Regions from separate parts of the Triticum aestivum genome. Here region 1 is linked to region 2. Evidence: chromatin contacts called from public Hi-C data. All regions are on one chromosome and are shown on one strand. Each heading gives the region's core, a stretch centred on a gene start, on an enhancer-like site or on the middle of the called end of the contact. The rest is flanking DNA. Distances are from core to core; before and after follow the strand shown. Region 1 holds the start of LOC123054011 (beta-glucosidase 16). Region 2 has its middle 19 kb from the start of LOC123054010.

Evidence for each region. A called contact is a pair of places that touch in the nucleus more often than the background predicts.
Region 1: a contact with region 2 is called in a Hi-C map of leaf, with 3 times the contacts expected there. The contact joins the promoter of LOC123054011 here to the enhancer-like site in region 2. A contact is called at or near these places in 2 of 5 Hi-C or Micro-C datasets (leaf and root).

What each region holds. Positions count from the first base shown.
Region 1 is chr2D:487,173,223-487,180,026 of IWGSC CS RefSeq v2.1, reverse strand. LOC123054011 (beta-glucosidase 16) reads right to left here and starts at 1,995. Exons shown (of 12, transcript XM_044477653.1): 1 at 1,738-1,995; 2 at 1,536-1,602; 3 at 673-734; 4 at 480-555; 5 at 312-386; 6 at 115-202. The coding sequence starts at 1,863.
Region 2 is chr2D:487,135,568-487,142,291 of IWGSC CS RefSeq v2.1, reverse strand. No RefSeq gene overlaps it. Among protein-coding and RNA genes, the nearest start is that of LOC123054010, 19 kb to the right of the region's middle. Within about 2 kb of position 3,326, at least 1 of the 8 cell types and tissues checked has an H3K27ac peak or open chromatin away from gene starts, as enhancers often do. A contact at or near this core is called in leaf, where this site is marked.

The DNA.
Region 1 (6,804 bases), core at 746-3,245, 39 kb before region 2:
CACATTCCTGATTTAGCCAGGACGTAGTAGACGGAAAGACCGGGAACGTGGCTAATAGTAAAAGTCAAGTCACAGGGAGGGCATGTGCAACCAGTAGGAGTCGCATGCACGTACCTGATTCCGGCGCCCAGCCAACCGCCGTACCGGGTCTCCAGCTCGTGCGGCAGATCGAAGTGATGCAGCGTCACGAACGGCTCTATCCCTGCTTGACATTTTTGGCAGCAATACGTTTAGGATTGCTTCTCGTTGAAGATTAGCTAGAGTTGAATCTGCTCGTTCAGATGTGTGGCGTGGCGTGTGAGACTACGTACCTTTCTGAAGGAGCGCGGCGATCAGGTGGTCGTAGAAAGCGATTGCAGCCGAATTAACGCCTCCAAGCCGGCCTCCTACGTGGACCATGATTCAACGACAGTTAATTAGCTATAAGCAAAAATTTGTTAATGCTAATTTTGTGTATTGATTCGTGTTGGCATGCATACTTGGTAGGACTCTCGCCCATGAGATCGAGAACCTGTAGGAGTTGACACCCAGATCATGCATGATCTCCACGTCTTCCTGCTCAACAACAAGGTGATGTCCAGGGTTACATGGGCAAGCACAGTAAACTAAGAGATGCATAATCACATGACAAGTACTAGTAGTGATTGTATGTTGGGCTAATCAACACTGTACCATGTAACGGTGGTAGTGGTCATCCGCCACGTCCCCGTTCCGTCCATCGTTGATTTCCCTAGCTGTAGCAAACCAAAACATTTTGAGAGCAAAGAAGCTATTTGGAATATATGAAGATCACATGCGTTAGCTGATCTTCTTTCAGAATATATGAAGATCGGAAAATTTTTGTGGTGTTAGTTGATCCTCACGACAGCAATTGCCATATACAACACGGATAAAGCGCAAAAATTCTCTGGCCACTCGTATTATTATGGTTGTGTGCATGCAGAATCCTCCTTTTTGAAAAAAAAAACTCGCATTATTAAAGGCAGAGTGTTGCTGCAGTTGTGGCATCGCTGTCTCATAAGAATCCACGCCTACTGAATAAGTAAAATATTCAAATCCCACTTGGAAGATAAAGGAAATACTCCAGGGCGACGCCGTTTCTTTCCAAGTTATATAAACTCGAGGGAAAGGTGATGTGTTTGCCACACCTGCATCGGTGACAGTGAAATGGGTGCTGGCCTCCGTATCTTTCCGATGTCCGGCCTAGGGATCTCACTACTCAAACCTGAATCTTTCAAGGCTAACATTTTTGGAGTCTAGCAGTACTAGGACATGGCTGGCTTATGTCTCTGTCTTGCTGATAATTTACGGCCTCATGATTAGTACTAACATACATGGTAAATTAACCGCCGAATTGCTATGTACGGCCTCATGAACTATCACTATCTCTATCTCTCAGCGGAGCAGGAAGCTAACAACTCTTCCATTTCAACCTTATCATAAGCTAAGCATCATGGATCATCAGACAAAGGCAACATGGATCACAGAAAGACAACCAAGAAGAAAACCATTGGGTTTTGGGAATGGTCGCTTACACTGCGTGTGGGTGAAGACATCCCAGTTGCTGAGGCCCTTGCCGTCCTCCAGGTACGCGCCCTCGATCTGGAACCACAGATCATAGTTCATGCGTTGTGGTAATTAAATTAGCTGCTCTCTTTCAACTGGGCCTTGGGAACGAATGGTAGAGAGAAGAAGTACGACGAGGGTGAAGCCGGCCAAGCTCCACCACTCGCTAACCTGGTAAGAAGACGTGGCGGCGCCAAAGAGGAAGCCAGGCGGGAACTCGGCGCGGTCGAGCCCCCTCGCCGTCGGCGCGAGGATCGCCAGCGCCGCCAGCATGGCCATTGCCGTCGCCGCGGCCATTTCCTCAAGGTAGCTAAGCTTAGCAAGAAAGGCGACGCCCTGGAGTCTGGTTCTTGTCTAGCCCCCCTTCGACCGAAGCTAATTTAAAGGCAACAGCGAAGCTACGCCATGTCCCTGTCACCTGTCACCACCGATCAGTATTATATCTAGTCCTGCCTACGGAGTTGCGCCCATCTGCCTCGGGCCGCTGCCGATACATGCAGTACGTACGGCACCGCCGATATTTACCGCGCCGGCCAAGCTTTGGTTGTTGGTTAGGGTAACTGAGATCCACATGGTGCGCGTGAGAGCGACGTGTGACTGAAGGGCGATAATGGATGAAAGCTAGCCATGACGTACCACAAATGGCGCTGGCGCTTGGCGGACTAGTCGATGCCCGTCGAATCAGCTGTACCAAAGCGCCGGGTCCTCGATGGATCCATCTCAGCTTGCTCTTGCTCGTGCGTCCTCCGGTGCGTCGTCCGGGGGAAGAAACAAGCCGTCGAAAGCAACTTCGGCAGATGACAGGGTCGTGGCCTCACAGAGTAGGTAAGCACGGCACGCGCTGATCCGATCTGGTCGGGTTGGTGCGGCCCCGGATGTAGCCGGAGAATTTGTGCGCGGCCCGGCGGCGACATGTGGCGCTCACGTGGGGTGGGCGGCGTGGCGTCTCGCCAGAGTGAGTTTGCGGCAGGGAAGACGTGGCCGCGCGCGGCGAGCCACCAACCACCGGAATCGGTTCATTATCTTATCGCCAGTGATTGGTTTGCCACCTCGATAAGTTGTCGCTAGTTCTGCTTTCTCTGGGAACAAGTTCCGTAGGTGTACAACAGCAGAGGCGAGAACAGAGAATCTCAGGACGGGCAACACTTGTTCGACCATGTCAGACCAAATATTACCATGTGTGGCCATGTGCATGGCCAGGGAACACCAAGCCGATCAGTGTTTCGTGGGTGCAGCAAAAACTGGAGATAGACCTGGAGTACCGCAAGGACCATTGATTACATCTAGCAAATAGTATCATAAGAGACTACAAGTTCTTGACTTGGGGTAAATATATGCACTAGTGTGTAGACGTTTCTTTGTTGGCACGAAAAGGTCAAAAGTTGTAAACTAAGTACTTTAGTGATCTAAACGCTCTTACATTTTTTTACAGAGGGAATATCATAGTATATCCTTAAAAAAATCTCCTTTCATAATTAAAAAATACATCCAAACCTCCGAGGTTTATTTTGAGTTAAATGCATCAGAAATCCAAACAAACTCTCTGCTTCTTTGGTGTGTTTTTTTCAAGTTAAAGTTTGTTGTTATGCTTCACCACGCAACATCGCCAATGGCGAAGCCAAGAATCAAATATTAGAGGGGCCAAATGACTCAAACTTTGAAGTTACACTAATGCATGTGTTTTTTCATAAAATCCGAGAGGTTAACAACATAATAATAAAATAAGCATACATGTGCACAAATTTGGGATCATGGGGCTGCCTTGGCCACTCAACATTGCGTCGTGGTACAACCAATCTACTGCACGTTGGCCTCTTGACTTCTACACATGCATGTGTGAACACACAGACTTGACTCCAAACAACACTCAAGGCCCTAGGCATTGACCTTTAGACGTGCACGATTAACGTCCAACAATTGATACAGGCCACACACAACGGTGTAATGTTATTGGTTTGATATTTAAATACTGATAATTATTTTGTGCTACCTTCCCTCAACAACACAGCATATTTTCTCAAATGTCCATGTTTCTCGCTATGTCTAGTGTGTAGACTTTTTTTTCTTGTTGCGAAAAGGTCAAAAGTTGTAAACCAAGTATATCATAGTATATCCTTATAAAAACCTCCTTACATAACTAAAAATACATCCAAATGTCTGATGTTTATTTTCAGTTAAATGCATCAGAAGTCCAAACAAACTATCTGCTTCTTCAATGTTGGTTGTTTCGACACGCTTCACCTCGCAACATCGCCAGTGGCGAAGCCATGAATCAAAGATTAGAGGGGCCAAATGACTCGATCTTCTGAAGTTACACTAATGCATGTATTTCTTTTCCTAAAATCTGAGAGGTTAACAACATAATAACAAAATAAGCGTACATGTGCACAAATTTGGGTTCATGGGGGGCCTTGGCTACTGAACATTGCGTCGTGGTACAACCAATCTGATGCACGTTGGCCTTTTGACTTACACATGCATGCGTGTACACACAGACTTGACTCCAAACAACACACAAGGCCCCAGGCATTGACCTTTAGACGTGCACGCTTAGAGCAAGTATAATAATGGGCTTACAGCCCGCTTATATGGCACTTTTGCCTATATGGAGGAGAGAGACATAAAAAATGATGGGAGTGAGCTTTCATGCAAGAGCCTAGCTATATGCGTACTCCTAGGCAAATGCAATAAATATGAAAAAAAAGATAGAAAGAAGGTGAAAAAAGTCTTATAGCCAAATTTATAGCTAAACTTGTTGTATAAGTGACTATAAGTGATGACTATGGGGGTGTTTGGTTCAGGGATTTTTTAGTCCCAGAGACTAGAAAAAGTCCCTAAAAAGTCCCTAGGAACCAAACGGGAGGGACTTTTTCTACAGGGACTAGAAAAAGACTCTACTAAAGAGTCTTTTTTGATTAGTCCCTGGGACTAGAAAAGTCCTAGGACTTCTGAACCAAACACCCCCTATATATGACATGACAACATCATATAGCCCGCATTTAGCTATACTATTAACCATGCTATTAACGTCCAACAATTGATACAGGCTACACACAACGGTGTCATGTTGTTGGTTTGATACTTTAAATGTTGATTATTATTTTGTCCTACCTCTGTAAAGAAATGTACGGCGTTTTATGTCACTACATCTAAAATGTCTTACATTTATTTACAGAGGCAGTACTATATAGTTGGTTAAACTTCATTACGTTTGACTTAGTACAAAAGAAATGCACACTATTTAGCATAGATGGAGACCAGGTCAATTGCACACTAAGAGCATCTACAACTGGACTTAAAAAAATCTGCCCCTAAACGTCTGTGGACGCGCCCGGGCGAGTCCGCTCACCCTGCAAATGTCCACTTCCATAGTCAGGTATACCTTATAGTAAATCCCCATATCCAGAAAATCACATGCAACATAAACTACCTCTACGTAAATACATCTCGATTCCGCACATATTGCCCGGCTACTTCATCATGCATGCCATCAGACTATCAAAAATTAGCATGCTCTACTACATCAATACATGCTATCGGATTAAAAAAAAATAGGCATGCTCCACATACTAAGCTATGGAGAAAGATCATCCATGGCTGCCCTTGCCCTTGTTGTATATGTCGCGAAAGTAGCGGTCGAAGATGCAAAACGGAACGAGCCGGATCTACTCATCGCCGTAGCTATCCGACCTGGCACTATCCTCCTTCTCCTCTTTTGGTGGCCAGTCCGTCCATGGCACGAAACATTCGGTTTTGCTCCCGCGCGAAGGCACGCCTCCTCCTCCTTTGCCACTTCTCGAGGATGCGAGGCGTGTGACTCCGCCTCTCGGCCGCTTTGGCTAAGAGGGCTGTCGCAGCCTCCTGTGCCCTCTAACTCACACGACGGACATAATGCTCCATAACACTAGATGACCCGTCGTGCGTGCCGGCGTTGACCTGTGACTTGGAGCCTGATGCCGTGGGGGCGAGGCGCCACCGAAGGGCATGCGCCACCACACTGAAGTTGGGGCGCCAGATGGACTTCACCACGCCCAACGAGGCAGTGGGCACGTGCCTCGGTCCACCAGCCCCCGCAGATCTGAACGCCATTTGCACCGACACAATGGATTCCCACCGAATCGACTCCGAGCGTGATCGGGCGCTTTCCTCCCTGGAGCGTCAGAGAGCCATGTAGATGGCCATCTCATCCTCGTCCCCGCATGGGATGATGTCCCAGTCGACAATCGGGAGAGCTCGGAGTCGGATCCGTCGCCCATCATGGCAAAGAAGGCCGAAGATCACTGGAATAATGGAGTTTGGGGGTGGAGTGGCTAGGGTTTCGTCTCAGATGCAGAGGAGGACGAATATATGTGGGGTTGGGTGGACCGGCATCGGCCGGATCTGATGTGGCGGGCGCATCCGGCCCTCCCATATCTTCTCCAAATATAGGATGGATATGAGGGGTGCCGGTTAGCCAGGACGAATAGAACCGGTATGACGGGTGCGGCTGGGTCAAGATTTTGTGATTGGTCATTGACCATGGCATCTGCTTGAACATACAGGGAGCGCTTGCGGAGTCGAGCTGTGGATGCTGTAATAACGTGCATATGACTACAAAGGGCTCGTTCAGTCATTCTATATGGCGGAGATCGCTAAACCACTGCCCAGTAGTCCGCTCCGTTCTTGCTTGTTTGTTAGAGTAAGATGGGGTGGACCGGGTTGATTGTTTCAAACATATCATAGAGAAGATCCAAGCAATGGTTAACTATTGGAAAGAGAGAACTCTCTCATATGGAGGTAAGGAATCCTTTTTAAAAGCAGTGGCCCAAGCCATCCCAACATACGCAATGAGTGTATTTAAATTCCTAAAGAAAATCGGCAAGGGGATCGCTGATACAATGTCACAATATTGAGCGTAGGATGCATTGGTTTGCTTGGTGGAAGATGTTTATTCCGAAAGAGAGAGGAGGCATGGGATTCCGTGATATACATAGTTTCAACTTGGCAATGTTGGCCAAGGAGAGTTATCGATAACTATGGTTCTTTGTGTGCACGGGTGTTAAGAGCAAGGTATTACCCAACAGGCGACATCTTAAACTATCAAATGAAGAAGGGGTCATCTTATGTATGGAAAAGTATTTGAGCCACCATCCAAACGTTCAAGAAGGGATGTGTTTGGAGAGTAGGAAATGGAGAAAAGATCGAGAGTAGGAAATGGAGAAAAGATCAATATTTGCACAGGTGTTGGATTATGAACAG
Region 2 (6,724 bases), core at 2,077-4,576:
CCCATACCGGCTTGCGGCGTGCACCACAGGTCGGTACATTAGGCCTCCGAAACTGCACCTCTTTGAGTCCTGTACGGGAGAAGGGTGATAAGGTTTTTGGGGAGCGCTTCGCGCGACTACTGACTTCTTCGTCACGGACGCCCCAGATTCCGACGACTTCTTCCCCGGCGTCGACAACGTCCTTGACGACATGGCTGGCGAGGACACTGACCCCAAGTCTAGCGCTTCTGCTGCTGCTGTCCCGTATGTGTTCTTCCTCTTTCTTTTAGAGGCCCTGCTACAGTTCCTTGTTCTAGTGTTTTCCCTAGATATGTTAGGCTCTATTTCATGTATGCAACTTGCTATACTGTCTACTCTAGATATGTTTAGTTACAGTTCATATATGAAGATGTTGTTTACCTTCTCTTTGGCAAATCGCATGACTTGTTTTATCACTGCTCACTACTAGGAAAAGGCCTACTAGTGGCGCACCAGTTTTGCCTACTAATGGCGCACTACTGGTGCGCCACTAGTACCACGGCACTAGTATTTTTTACTAATGGCGCACCACTGGTGCGCCATTAGTATAGGCCACGGTGCGCCATTAGTATTTTTGAATTTTGAAGGCGGGAAAATAGTAGTGGCGCATCGTCTAACCCCCATCGTGCGCCATTGCTATTTTTGAATTTTGAATTTGGATCTGGATCGCGATTTTTTTGCCCTTTTTTGCTCTTTTTTTTCAAATTTTGTTCTCGTTTTTGGATCTTGTACGTTCTTTTGCCGTGTTCTTTTGCCGGAGAGGAGTTCGCCGGAGAGGAGGGCCGAGGTCACCGGAGAGGCGCTCGCCTACATCGCCGGAGAGGAGGAGGAGGTCGCCGGAGAGGAGTTCACCGGAGCATCGGAGAGGAGGAAGGAGAAACCATGAGGGAAGGGTAGGAGAGGAGGGAGGAGGAGCTCACCGGAGAGGAGGGAGGAGAAACCGTGAGGGGAGGGGAGGAGAGGAGGGAGGAGGAGGTCGCCGGAGAGGAGGAGGAGGAGGAGGTCGCCGGAGAGGAGGAGGGTAGTATGGTGGAGGAGAGAAGGGGAGATGGAGTGGAGGAGAAGAGGAGATGGAGTGGAGGAGAGGTGGAGTGGAGGAGAAGAATGAAGAGGTAAGGAGGATAGGACCACGCCCAGCCATATATACGGCATAGTAATGGCGCACCGTGGGCAGGTGCGCCATTACTTTTTTTTTGATTTATTTTGAATTTTGAAGGCGGGAAGATAGTAATGGCGCACCATTGGCAGGTGCGCCATTAGTAAGTTTGAATTTTTTTTTTGAATTTTTTTGCCTCTCCAGATCTTAAAAGCCCCGTATCTTTTTTTCTGTTAGGTTTTTGAGGATTTTGAAAAAATTTAACGGGTTCCCCCGGTTAAATTCATATGTATCTTTTCGACTAGATGATTTTTCATATAAAAAACTTTTTCATCCGAGTTCGTATGCAAAAGTTATGCCCATTTTACAAATTCTCGAGAGATTTTGCAAAAAAGTCGAAAATTCATGTTTGTAAATTTTGCTAACAACTAGACCATATATCACATGGGAATCTTATTTTCTTTTATTTTTTTGACATTTCTATCATTTTCTTTTGAAACTGAAAAGGCGGTCCACGGGGGTGCATTCGGGGGAATGTTTGGGCCAAATTACTAATGGCGCACCATGGGAGTGGTGCGTCATTACTAGTTCAACTAGTAATGGCGCACCACACCCACAGTGCGTCATTAGTAGCGCCAATACTAATGGAAACATAAAAAATTTGAAACATCATCCCCTGGTGCGCCATTACTAGTTTTGAAAAAATAAAAAAAATTAATAATGGCGCACAGTGCATGTGGTGCGCCATTAGTATTTACACACTAATGATGCACCAACACATAGTAATGGCGCACCACATGCACAGTGCGCCATTAGTGTCCATATTGGCTATAGCTGTTTTTGTAGTAGTGGCTATACTAGTTATGCTTTATCTAGTATTTTTGTTAATAAAATTATTTGATAAATTGCTCATATTTCCAACAGTACATGCCCTAATACCATCAGTACTGTCACGGAGGACCATCCCGGCACCAGCCTCGCCCGTGTCTTGAATATATGATCCGTCTACATTGAGCTTTACATGGCCATGGGCAGGGGTAGACCACCTAGCAGGAGCTACGAGACCAGCCATCCCATCTGAGATCAGTAACGGCCGGCCCATTGCATCGACTGCCGTCTTGCCTTTCACCACATCACCAGCTGGGGGATACTTGATAGTACTAAACAGTGACTTCATATAGCTTTGTAGGAAACGACAAGATGCTTCCACATGAGGTGGTGATTTTTCACGGACTATTTCATTACGCACATGCCATGTGCGCTAGAGGATCATCAGTACTCGCATGCGCACATCATCTCCTAGATCATATAGCAGATCGAACAGTCACTCAACACCAGTCGGACGGACCCTTGATATGTCCGGCAGTCTCCAGTGCTCCGCCATAGCATTCCACATAGCAACCGCCCGAGGGCATCTGCAGAAGACGTGGAACATGTCCTCTCGCTTCATTGCACATAATGGACATATGTCGGAGGTTTCTAAGAACCGTGTGTGCTTGTTAGCCCAGGTGGCCAGAGAATTTGATGCGAGCTTCCATGCAAATATACGCATCTTAGGTGGAACAGGGCAGTTCCATATTAGTGCCCAAACGAAACGTCGCCCGTCCGATGCCCTGCTCGATGCGACTGAAGTAGGCAGAAGTCGTTCGTTGAGGGCGAGGTGGTACACACTCCGAACTGAAAATACTCCGGTCCGCTCGGCCGCCCAAGCGATTACATCTCCACCAAGTCGTGGCGACGCTCTGATCTTCATGATCTCTTGAACATCAATATGCAGGAAGTATCGGTGGAGCAGGGTGGCATTCCAGTTCCCATACCAGAATGACCGTTGATTAGATGAAGCAAATCGTACCACAAGAAGCTAGGCTATCCAAGACATTTTCAAATATTTTCCATTTAGGAGTAGTATTCTAAGTTTCTTGAAAGTAGAATGGCCAACTTATACGTACATGAATTTCCAAGTGGATGAGATCACTGTTTTTTCTTGTGTATAAGTCCATTGAATTCCTGAAACTTAATTGTGCAGACAGAGTTCTGCAGCAAGCGGATTCAGTCACGGTCGATATGTTTCTGACATTACTTGCACATTTCCTCGTGACCCGTTTAATAATCTTTGAGATATATCTACACGACGGAGACAGCCACCAACCAAAGTTGGACAAGTCAGAGCGAGCCGTCAGCATCCAAGAGTACGAGAGGACCGGTCGATTACGGGAACGTATCGCCGAGTCGCCGTACGCGCGTGCGTCGGTGCGTGCTCGCTAACTGAGGACGGGACTGGATCGAGAGATTTTGTGAACGTCGTGCAACTTTAGCGACACGGTAAACACAGCAGGGTCCTCCCTCACGTTACTGACATGGATCCGACGTGTGTTGCTTTGGAGCGATTGCGTTGCTCCTGTTCTATCGTAGGAACATTTTGCATGTACACACACGCACGGTACGGCACGGCGGCAATGTTCCTCAGTCAAAGTCGATCGAGCTGGTCCTGTTCGCGCTGCGCCTTGAGTGAGAATGTGAGATATAAGGACGCGTTTGGTTGGTCGCATTAGGTTGTGTCAGACTCGTGCGGGAAGAATCTGCCCCATTCAGTTGCCTGGACGACATCAAAAACCTGGACTGCACGAACTTCAAAGCAGGTCTCAGCCTGGCTCTGGAGAAAACGGCCGAATCGGCCGTTTTTTGTGAGCCAGGCTCGCTCGAGCCACGCGTGGCGAGCGCCTGCACGCCTTGGGACACGCGGGAGACGACGCGACTGCTCATAACTCCCTACGCCCTCTCCCGTCACCTCCCTCGCCAGTTCACACCCACTCCCTCTCTCTCACCTCATCGCTCGTTCGGTTTCTCCGATGGCCACGCCGCCGTCTCGCCACGCCCCACCCACTCAGGTCATCGCCGGCAGCAATCCCATCCAAGAGAGGTGGGTTGCCGGCCTCTCCGCGGCCGGAGTAGATCTGCGGCGGCACTGCGAGCTCCCTCCCCTTTCTGCACCATGCCGCCGCCCCGGGCCAATGCAGCGCCGGCGCCGGTCGCTCTGGCTCCGCCATCGGAGCCGATGGTCCTCTCCATCGGCTCGAACATCGCGGGGATCCAATACCCGCCAGCGCCGTCCTTTGCAGGCCCCTCTTATGGGGGTATTTTTACCCCCGTAAGAGGGTTTTCTCCTCTGTGTCCAGTGCAAGGGGAGGGGAGCTCAAGGACGCCGGCGTCATCTTCGAGCCAGTGCAGGCCGAGGTGCACGGCCGCGGCCCTAGGAATGGCCGGGTCCTCTTCATCGGCGGTGGCAGCACCCCTCTTCCCGCCAGGGTTTTCACCACGGCCGGCGTACGCTACACCAGCAACCCCCACTGTAAGCTCTCAAATCCCCCTCTGCTTCTTAGTTAGGGTTCTTAGGGTAGTTCATAGTGTGCTAGATTAGATTGTGGCCCATTCATTTGACCCGATTCGACTGGATTCTACTAGATTCGACCGGATTCGATGATAATCCACTGTTTTGGGGACGAACAAGAGTGCATGCTTACTTTGTTCATCCCACATGCCTAGATTGTTCATATGTAGTGGTAGCTTGCATCGTTTTAGTGCCGCATTGTTACTTTCTACTGCCAAATTGTTAGTTTGTAGTGCCACATTGTGTGTTCTTGATGCTACTACTAGTGTATATGCTAATGTTGTTAGTTCTTACTGATGTTGTTCATGCTACTCTTCTTGCTGCTCTTGTTATGTTGCTCTTGTTGCTAGGGTATGTGAGTGCATGTGGCATGCAAGTAGGATATACCTGAATGCCAAAAATAATAAATGCAAGTAGGACACGTGAGCGGTGGCTTCATCTGATCTGTGTTAGCACTGATAACTATAAACATTGATCAGAGTAGCACTGCTAATGTGTTACTACGTCCGTCCGGGTATATTAGTCCGCTAGGCACCGCATGCGTGTACGCGATTAGAAGGCCGCTGCCTCGTTTTCGCTGTGAAAAGGGAAATGACCGGCCCCACATCAGCACGTCTCTTTGCGCGCAATTAATTCCAGCATGCAGCGAAGAGACTTGGGCCTATGCATGTCCATGCATGCGAGGAAGGGAGCTCGGTGGTTGGATTCACGCGTCCCACTTTGGTTCTGCTGCAGTACAGCTGCATGCACAGATGCGAAAGAAACCAGGCAATCAATTCCATCCTTGGTCCCTGTGAATTGGTCTGGGGGACTTAAAAACCCGGACGGAGGTAGTAGTACTTAGTAGTGATCATGGTAAGTTGTGTTCGGCGAGCATACATCACGTTCTACTTGTTAGCTTTGATCATGTGTCATATGTATTGCTAACTGATGGCCATCTTGCTGACAAGATAATAAAGACAGAGTGGGATAGAGCCGGCGGTGGTGCGCAGGTCGTCGCTGGCGCAGAGGGGGTGGAGGACCTCATCCCCACCAAACGGTGCCTGAAGAGGGTGGTGCTCCCTGGCGGGATGGAGTTCATAAGGATGCCGCTGGGCGCTGGCAGGAGGCCGAGGATGGGGCAAGAAGAGGGTGCACGGGAACCTATCAGGTTCTACGTGCAGATCACTGACGAGGAGGGCATCTCCATGCTCATCATCCCGCGTACGTTCAGGCCGGTGATGAAGCAATGGCTGGTCAGCGGCCCTCCTCGCATCGTCAGCCTCTCTGCCAACAAGTGATGCGAGTTTTGGGTGCAGGTGTAGATGTTCAAAGGGAACATGGTGCCCGAGCGCGGCTGAGAGTAAGTTCATCCCTCCCCTCATCCAAACAAATAAGAAGAATATAAAATTTGGGTCAAAGCTATCATATTTTAAAGATAAATACTATAAATGGTACATTTTCAAGTTTGTGAATATGTATTAATCTATTTGATCTGTTGCAAGGCATGGGTACTTTGCTAGACAAAGAGAAAATAGAAAGAACAAGAAAAAATAAGTTTTATTTTTTGAGGCGAACAAGAAAAGAAGTGCTTTGCTCATAGCCACTGGTCTGAACTTTCTTCATGGGCCTGCTTCAGTTCAGGCCATCGGGCTTGCCTCTCCTCTGGCTCAACCGCTCGGTGATGCCCTGTTTCAGGAGGCGTCCATGGCGGCGCCAATCGTGAAGGCCAAGCGTTCCAAGGCGGTGGCTGCGGCGCCGGTCCGCTCTAGCTCGCGATCCAGGGGTGCCAAGGCAAGTTTGTCGGCGATGCAAAGGGCCCAGCTCATCCAAGCCCAGAAGTATCTCGACATCTCAGGTAATTCTCCCCCGCGTTTCTCGATTTTACATACTTTCACCGACGATCATCTTGCGGAGGTGCTGGAGGAGAGTGGGGTGGGCGCGTCGTGTTCAGGGGGCACGCGTGAACTGATTCCTCTGCTGCGAGCGGCAGAGCAGGCGCAAGCGGCGATCACGGCTGCTGTTGCGGCTCGTGCGGATCCGCAGGTGCAAGAGGCAGGGGCCTCTCTTCCACTTGCGATCCGGCCCGACGAGGGGGCTCAGGCAACAGGGGTTGCCTCCCCTCCCTCACTTGGCAGGCCCAAGGTGAGGCGAGTGGCCAAAGCGGTGTCCTCGCGGGGCATCCGCCTGCGTAACAGGATCATTTAAATGCGTGCAATCTTTTGGAATATCCGTGGGTTCGG